Regions from separate parts of the Mus musculus genome. Here regions 2 and 3 are each linked to region 1. The links are chromatin contacts, called in public Hi-C and promoter capture Hi-C maps. All regions are on one chromosome and are shown on one strand. Each heading gives the region's core, a stretch centred on a gene start, on an enhancer-like site or on the middle of the called end of the contact. The rest is flanking DNA. Distances are from core to core; before and after follow the strand shown.

What was found. Promoter capture Hi-C pulls out the DNA fragments that hold promoters and counts their contacts. Hi-C and Micro-C count contacts between places; a contact is called where the count stands out from the background.
Region 2: a Hi-C map of bone marrow-derived macrophages shows a contact between it and region 1, with 31 read pairs. The contact joins two enhancer-like sites. A contact is called at or near these places in 2 of 15 datasets of contacts at CTCF or cohesin (the NIH/3T3 cell line and stem cell-derived epiblast-like cells), 16 of 484 Hi-C or Micro-C datasets (B-cell progenitors, the C3H10T1/2 cell line, CD8 T cells and 9 more), 4 of 115 datasets of contacts at active chromatin or transcription factors (the HPC-7 cell line, embryonic stem cells and stem cell-derived neural progenitor cells) and 2 of 9 other capture datasets (embryonic stem cells and pancreatic islet).
Region 3: a promoter capture Hi-C map of hematopoietic stem and progenitor cells shows a contact between it and region 1, with 2.3 times the contacts expected there. The contact joins the promoter of Sptb here to the enhancer-like site in region 1. A contact is called at or near these places in 9 of 39 promoter capture datasets (the 3T3-L1 cell line, embryonic stem cells, fetal liver and 5 more), 1 of 15 datasets of contacts at CTCF or cohesin (the NIH/3T3 cell line), 18 of 484 Hi-C or Micro-C datasets (3T3-L1-derived adipocytes, the AML12 cell line, the G1E-ER4 cell line and 8 more), 8 of 115 datasets of contacts at active chromatin or transcription factors (embryonic forebrain, embryonic hindbrain, embryonic stem cells and 2 more) and 3 of 9 other capture datasets (adipose tissue, liver and pancreatic islet).

What each region holds. Positions count from the first base shown.
Region 1 is chr12:76,614,080-76,616,691 of GRCm38.p6, reverse strand. The region is part of intron 15 of Sptb (spectrin beta, erythrocytic); the gene reads left to right. Among named protein-coding and RNA genes, the nearest start is that of AI463170, 67 kb to the right of the region's middle. Within about 2 kb of position 1,296, at least 57 of the 459 cell types and tissues checked have an H3K27ac peak or open chromatin away from gene starts, as enhancers often do. A contact at or near this core is called in adipose tissue, bone marrow-derived macrophages, hematopoietic stem and progenitor cells and 1 more, where this site is marked.
Region 2 is chr12:76,495,215-76,497,826 of GRCm38.p6, reverse strand. No RefSeq gene overlaps it. Among named protein-coding and RNA genes, the nearest start is that of Gm40445, 27 kb to the left of the region's middle. Within about 2 kb of position 1,321, at least 9 of the 459 cell types and tissues checked have an H3K27ac peak or open chromatin away from gene starts, as enhancers often do. A contact at or near this core is called in bone marrow-derived macrophages, where this site is marked.
Region 3 is chr12:76,709,255-76,711,866 of GRCm38.p6, reverse strand. Sptb (spectrin beta, erythrocytic) reads left to right here and starts at 1,320. Exons shown (of 36, transcript NM_013675.3): 1 at 1,320-1,932.

The DNA.
Region 1 (2,612 bases), core at 47-2,546:
TGCATTCGGTCCCACTTCAAAAGCCCCCATCGCCCCTGAGTTTCAGTGCTGTTTTAAAGTTCACAGTCTCTTCTGAGACTCAAGGCAAACTCTTAAGCGTAACCCCTGACAAAACAAAAATCAAATTCTATAATTCCAACATGTAATGGCACAGAATATACATCTCTATCCCAAAAGGGCACAGTGAAGAAATGCTGGATCAAAGCGAAACCCAGCAGGGCGAACTCCAAATCCTATAGCTCGATGTCCAGTCTCAGAGAGCTTAGGGGCTTTAGGCGCCATCCCTCCAGCCCTGCTCTGCAGCGTGCTTCTCTCCCTTAGGCTGGTTCCACTTCCTGTGTGTAGCTCTTGGCATCTCCACCATCTTGGGGTTTCCACTGCAACCCAGGCTTCGTTTTCACAGCTTCATGTAATGACCTCTTAAGCTTGTCTTCTCAGGGCGGCCATGTAGGGCTTCCCCTGTCATAGGGGCCTGGTGTCAGCCGCTCTTTGATACAGTGGAGGGAGAATCCACGAATCTTTCCTTCTTGCCTTCTTTGTGTCTCTAAAGTCAGTGCCACATGATGGCACTGCCAAGTTAGGCTACCAGTTGGAATGGGCTGATGCCTGCTGTTTAAGCGTGCGTGCGTGCGTGCGTGCGTGCGTGCGTGCGTGTGTGTGTGTGTGTGTGGTTTTTTGACACAGATTTTCTTTGTGTGTAGCCCTGACTGTTGTGTAACACACTCTGTAGAAACCAGGCTGGCCTTGAACTCAGAGATCTGCCTGCCTCTGCCTTCTGAGTGCTGGGATTAAAGGCAAGCACAACCAGCGCCCAGTTTAGCAGTGGCTTTCTAGGAGCCAAAACAAGCAAACAAACAACACACACACACACACACACACACACACACATTTCTTTCAGCTCTCTTCACCAGTTGGGAATTCAGCTGGGTGGGGTCTTGCCCTGAGGCTGCCTTTTTCCTACTCCAGTGCAGCAAAGCCTCTCTTTATGGCGCCAGTCTCCTTAGCAACCCCTTCCAGCGCTGCCCTGTTTAGAACATTAAGCCTACTGGTGCTCCTTTCCCTCTAAACCATACATTTTGTATTTCTTTCTGCCCCACTTGCTCTCTTTCGTTGCAGACCTGCCTAGGACTATCAGTAATGCCTAGGCCACAGGCTGAGCAGACATCTAGTCTTGGCGTTTCCTTCATCGAAGAAATTAGGTCATTACTTTTAAATTTAGCCTCAGGGAAGTTCTTACGGCTTGGGCATTTGCCAAAATAATACAGGAACGGTCTGTAAGCCCGATGCGGTTGCTGCCCTTGCTTTCCTCTGAAACCTCTTGGGCTGGACCTCTGTAGTCCGGGTGGCTCTCAGCTCTGCTGTCTTCCAGGCTCCTACTAAAATGGCTTGTTAGACTCTAACAACATCCAACTGCTTTTCTAGTCCTAAATTCCAAAGTCTTTTCATGTTCCATCAAACAAAAAAACCCCAACATGGTTAGGTTCTTCAGAGCAGCAGCCAATCTCTGCTACCAACCTCTGTATCCGTTACTTTTCTACTGTGGTGACAGAACACCATGACCAAGGCAATTTAGAAAAGGAAGTGCTGATTTGGGTCTAGTGGGAAGCAGAAGGCACAGCAGCAGGAACGGGAAACTGGGAGCTCATATTCTAAACCCTGAGCACAAAGCAGAAAGAGTGAACGGGAAGTCTGTCCAAAGTGATGTACTTCCTCAAACAAGGCTCTGTCCGCCTCTGAGAGGTTCCATAACTCCTCCCAGACGGTGCCACCAACTGGGAACCAAGTGTTCAGATACCTGAGCTGGGGGTGGGGGGTGGGGGAGTATGTGTGTGTGTTGGGGGGGGGGTTCTCATTCAAGCCACCACACAAGCATTCAGTTTACAAGTGTGCTGTTTTCAACCGGTGAGCAATGGGTAAGCTTGGCCCGGAGGGAGGTGTCCCCAGTGGTCTGCCCTGGCTGACAGGCAACTCTTCTAAAGAGGTTTATTGGATGTTGCAGACTAACGGGAGACTCCAGCACGTTTGTCAGACCTCCGTATGTTTCCCAGTTTCATAGCAGCATTGTGCCTGAAGGTGGATGTCACTGTGTATTGCCGGGGGAAGTCCCTCCTGGAGTCTGCCCCTCTCTCCCCTTGCTTCCTTTCTCTTTTCACCAGACCTCTTTTGTTTTTGTTTTGCTTTCAGGCCCTAGGGCACTTTGAATGTGGCCCTGGGCATTTTCATACTTCTTCTAGAGAAGCTAGGGACTGTCCTGAAGCATTCTTGAAGTTAATAATGTGAGCTTTTTAGGTATTTCCAACATTTCTAAAACTCTGGGGAAACTGTATAAAGAATGTCTCTGACTTGTGGCAGGGTTAGAACCTGATGAACCCACTGTGAGTGGTTGGCATCATAAGCAGGAAACGCATTTGCAGAGGTGAGTGGATAACGGACAGAGCTCACTCTGTGAGTAAGAGGACCAGAATTCAGACCTCTAACACTCACATAAAAACCAGCCATGGCTACCTGCGATTGTATTCCCAGCATGGGGGTGGAGTGGGGTAGAGACAGGCAGCTGGCACTGCCAGCCAGCTGGCCTCACCAAAACCGCATGCTTCAGGTCTAGTGAGAGA
Region 2 (2,612 bases), core at 72-2,571, 120 kb after region 1:
AGGGATCCTGGCTCCCTCAATGGGAGAACTTTTTCTCAGGGTTATTGACTTCTTGACAGAGAGACCTTAGACTAGTGGTTTTCAACCGTGTCCTAATGCTGCAACCCTTTAACACAGTTCCTCAGATGGTGGTGACCTCCAACCATAAGATAATTTTTGTTGCTACTTCATAACTGTAATTTTGCTAGTTACAAATTATAATGTAGATATCTGATAAGCAGAAGGTCACTCAGTTTTATTGGATGCTAGGAATCCAGCTTAAAGGGTCTTTTGACACCCTACAAAGGGGGCCCAACCTACAGTTTGAGAACCACTGCCTTAGGTCATGTTCAAGTTTTTTTCTTCCCTTTTCTTCCCTTTCCTTTCTTTTCCTTTTCTTTTCTCTTCTTTCCTTTCTTTCTTTTTCCTTTTTTCTTTCTTTCTCCTCCTCCTCCTCTCTTCCTCCTCTTCCTCCTCCTCCTCCTCCACCTTCTTCTTCTTCTTCTTCTTCTTCTTCTTCTTCTTCTTCTTCTTCTTCTTCTTCTTCTTCTTCTTCTTCTTCTTCTTCTTTCTTCTTTGCTTTGAGACAGGGTCTCATGTAGCCTGCTGGGACAACAAAAGCAGAAAACTTTCTCCCAACACTTGTTTGAGACTGGAGACTGAATTTGGAGCCTCAGTTCCTACCAATATTTTCTCTCAAAGAATGTTTCTCTTGATGATGATGATAGTGGTGGTGATGTTTTGGTAATTTTGGGTTTTTGAGACGGGGTTTCTCTGTATAACCTTCTTTGGCTGTCCTGGGACTTTTGCTGAAGACCTGGAACTCATAGAGCTACATTTGCCTCTGTCTCCTGAGCCTTGTGATTAAAGGCAAGCACTGCCACCATTCAACTCTCCTTTTTTTTATTTTTTTGAGACAGGATCTCACTTGGTCACTATGTAGCTCTGGCTGGCCCAGAACTACTATGTACATCAAGTTGGCCTCAAATTCACAGAGATCTGTCTACCTTTACCTCCTAAGGACTGGAATTAAAGGCTTGTGCCACCACATCACACCAGGCCCCAGATCATAGGCCCTAGATCATACTGTTTTAATTTTTACATACTTTATTTATTAATCTTGTGGAGAGGGGAGTGCGGCACGCTCGTGCCAACAAGCCCAGGTTAGTCAGGCTTGGCAGCAGGAGCCTTTACCCTCTGAGCCATCTTGCTGGCCCGAGATCATATTTCAATCTAAAGAGAAAGCATACTCACTATCTGCCTTTCTGGTCGCCCCCTGGGCATTTGCTTTCTTATAAAAGTTTGGAGAAGTCTGAAGGATCAGTCCCAAAGAATGGACAAGCGGCTCACTTCTGCCCCCTAGAGGACATGAAGAAAGAAGCGGGGGAGCTAAATACGTGCTCGGAAATCCTTACAGAAACAAGAATTTAAAACCCTCAATCTAAAGAGAGCATCATTTAGCTCCCGAAAGAGAGGCGGGCTGGAAGCAGGTTATCCGGACCAAGATTAAGAGCATATCAGGGTAAACCGATAACCAGACGGGGACAGCTCACTCCCCACCTCCACCCCTCACACCTTCCTGCTCCCCAGCCCTCATTCCCATCCCCACCTCAAGAGAGTCAAGAGAGGGTTTCTCTATGTAGCTCTGGCTGTCCCGGAAGTCACTCTGTAGACCAGGCTGGCCTCAAACTCAGAGATACCCTGCCTCTGAGTGCTGGGATTAAAGACATGAACCACCACCCGGCCGGAAGCACTCATCTTAACCCGAACCCCAGAGTTTGTTTGTTTGTTTTTTAAGTGTTTGAGGTTTTTGCATGTTTACCATGCGTATGCAGTGTCCATAGAGGTCAGAAGCCAGCATCGGATTCCTGGAACCAGAGCTAAGGACGGTTTGAGTTACAGTGTAGGTGCTGGGAAATGAGTCCTAGTTCTCTGCAAGAACAACAGGTTCTCTCAACCCCGGGAGCTATCTCTCCATCTCTCCAGGCTCTCTGATCCCCAGCACCTTTATACCAGGGCAAGCCTGGGGAACAAACACACATCATTCATGCATCCTACAAAAGCTACCAGAACACCTCTCATCTACACGGTTACTATAGCCTGTGGTGCACTTAACAGAGCTGGGTCTGCGGTCCTTGCTCCAAAGAGGATGGGCCAGTTAGATTATCTCTTTTGAGATACTTGGCTTGCTGATTGAAAAAAGAACCCATTTGCACAATGCCCTGGCAGTCCGGATGCCACCTTGTGCTTGTCGGCTTGATTTCACTTGTTCTGTTGGACCTCAGTTTCCTTGGCTGTAACAGCAGACTGTAGCTCACTAACCTCCTTCCTGCTCTCTGTCTGCAAAGCTTTAACCCCTTCCCTCCCTCCAAGATGGCTGAGGGAAACTTGTCTATGTGCCCTGCCTAGGATGTTGGTCTCCATACCTGTGCAGAGTTATCTCCCCACAAACAGTTCCTGAAAAGCCCAACAGCTGCTGGAACCTGTGCCCTCCCGGTCCCCTAGGCTCTGGGCTCTGGGTATCTCTGTTGCTGGCATTCCCAGCCATGCTGTAGGTCCTTTCTTTTTGCTGCTATCTAGGTTGTAATGTGGATTTTCATTTCACGAGGGAATCCTGGGGGAAAGTACAGTTG
Region 3 (2,612 bases), core at 71-2,570, 95 kb before region 1:
TTCCAACCCTCCCTTTTTCTTTCAAAAATAGATCAAGGATTTCTACTTGTGATATCTAAGTCTCAGCTTTTGAAGTTGGCCTGTTTTTTGTTTTTGCCAGGAATTAGTTCCTAAAAAGATGATTTTGAACTCAACAACAAGCAAAGCAAATGGTTTGGGGTGGTGCTGGAGGATATTGGGGAGTCCCAGGGCCTTTGGAGTGCTAAATGTGTGCTTTGCTTAAGATCTACAGCTCTTGCTCACTACAGAGAATTGCTAGATGGTCTGAGTGGGGGAAGGAGGTGGGAGGTCGCTGTTAACCTCTAGGATAGCCCAGGCCGGTGTGTCATTTTCCTTGTAATACTGATGCCATTTGGGAAATTAGTATGTAATAAGAACTCAGGCAAAAGGGGAGGGAAGAGTTCTATGGCTTTTTAATACCTGTGGATTTTGTCCCAATTAGCATTTTTACTGTCCAAATACCTACTCTCAAAAGAAGTGTGACGGCAGCAGGCAGTGAAATATCTTTTGCGTACCTTTAATACCCAATACTAAGCTTGAACATCTGGCAACTCAACACACTTTGCTCATGAATCCTAGAAAACAGCGTAATTATACACTCAAGCAAACAAGTCAAGAGAAAGGCTGTTTCCTGTTAAGAATTCCGGGGAGCATCAAAGTTAAAGCTCCCTTCTGCATCTATGCTCTTTTTAATCGCCACTGGTGTCTCCATTACACTTGCGATTACCCGGGTTGATAGTCTGTGAGAGACCATCCCAGGCACAGCGTATGGAGGGCCGCCCCTCCCCCCCCCCCATAAAAATAAAACAAGGAAAGGTACAGCAAGGCACGCAACCAACATTACAGAGCGATGACCTTGTATTGTTAAAAAGTCAAGGAAATAGCCTGCCTTGCAAGCCGCCCGTGTTCGTCCGTGTGTCACCCTCCCTAGTCGCAGATGTACTTGACACCCTTGGTTCTAGCATCTCCTCTGGCCTGCTGTACACCACCCTACCAAAGCTTGCAGTGAGAAAGCAGGGTCTTGCCCGGAGACCCGGGCTCACAGGATGGTGCAGGTGGGCTGGTATGCTGGCTTGCCTGTTGATTATGGACCCTGCAATATGCAACTGTAGGCTGAGCGCCACCAACCAGCACAGCCGGGTTCTCCGGGACAGTACCTTGCTTACAAGCAGGAGCCGCGGCCTCCAGCCCGCAGGCTGGGGGCGGGGGCCTCGGCCCAGTGCCCACCCCCTGTGCTCCCAGCGTCTGCTCCTACTACCAGCCGGTTGTAGCCGGCCGGGAGCGCGCTTTCTAACGTAACCCGCCCGCGGGAACAATCTGTCCCTTCCAGCCTATCTCCGGAGGGGCATTACAGCCGGGGCGCCCTCCTCACCCACCCTATGGCCTAAACGGGTCTTTAGATGTTTTTTCAAAACCAGATCGTAGTCTGCAGGGACGCTAGGCGGGAAAGGCTGGGAGGACTCCTTTTCGCCGCCAGCTTGCGGCTCCGGGCACACAAATTAGGCCGGAGCAGCAGAGTCGAGTCCTCTTCCCGTGGCAAGGGGCTCTGTGTGTGCGGGATCAGGGGAGGTGAGAGAGGACCCTGGCGTCCCAGGTCCCAGCGGCGGCGGCGCTAGCGGCTAGGCAGGTGCCCCCGGGCGCGCAGTCTGATTGGCAGGTGCAGGAGTGGGTGGGGAAGGCGGGCCTGGCGCTGCGGGAGGCTGCAGCCCCGCCTCCCCGCCCCCGCCGCGGGACTATCTGGTCCCGGCAGCAGCGATGTCCCCCGGCAGGAATGTCCCTCCTCAGATAATGTTATTTATATCTCTGGGCGGGTCCGCGGCTCCGCTGCACCAGGCGCCCGGCGGCCACTGTGCCAGGAGCCCCGTGCTGCCCTCCTCCCCCTGCGCCGCCGCCCCCGGGCTCGGGGTAGCCGCCGCTTCAGCCCCAGCGCAGGTGAGTCCCCGAGGGCCGCGCGACGGGAGGGAGCTGGGTGCCCCGGAGCCAGCGCCGGGGAGTGCGGGGCCCAGGGGGCGGGTGACGCGACAGCCCGGTGGGGGCCTGGCCCCGGGTGCCTAGCACGGGGCGGGAGGGGTGAGGAGCCCAGGAGGCCCTGGCGGCTGCGGCAGTCGTCACCCCGGGACGCGGGAACCCGCGTGGGTTTCGCAGGCGCTGGGCGAGCAGGGCGCTAGCTTTGGGAAGCCAGCTAGTAGAGTGTCGCCGTGGGGCACGGGGAGTGGGTTTGGGGGGTTTGTGCTCTTGGCCGCCTCCCCCAGGACCCTCGCCTGGGAGCAAAGTTGGGGGGGGGGGCTGCCTGTCGTCGGTCTAAGGACTGTCCGCGTCTGTGCCTCCTGCTGCCTGGTTTCTCAAACCCCCGGGCGTGTCGGATCCTCTTCTGGAACTTGGCTAGCGCGCTCCAGGGCTGCCCAGTGCCAAGGCTGGGAGGACAGTTCAGGGCAGCAGAGGGGGCCGGGCCTCAGGATGTCAGGCAGGACGTGCAGAGTGGCCCAGTGTAGACTGAGAAGGGAGAGATCAAGTGTCCCAGGACTATACTTCAAGGACCCCCACCTTTTCCCTTTGAGTTCCTTATCTCCAAGCTACTGCCCACTCTACGGTTACCCTTCGTGCCAGTTCCA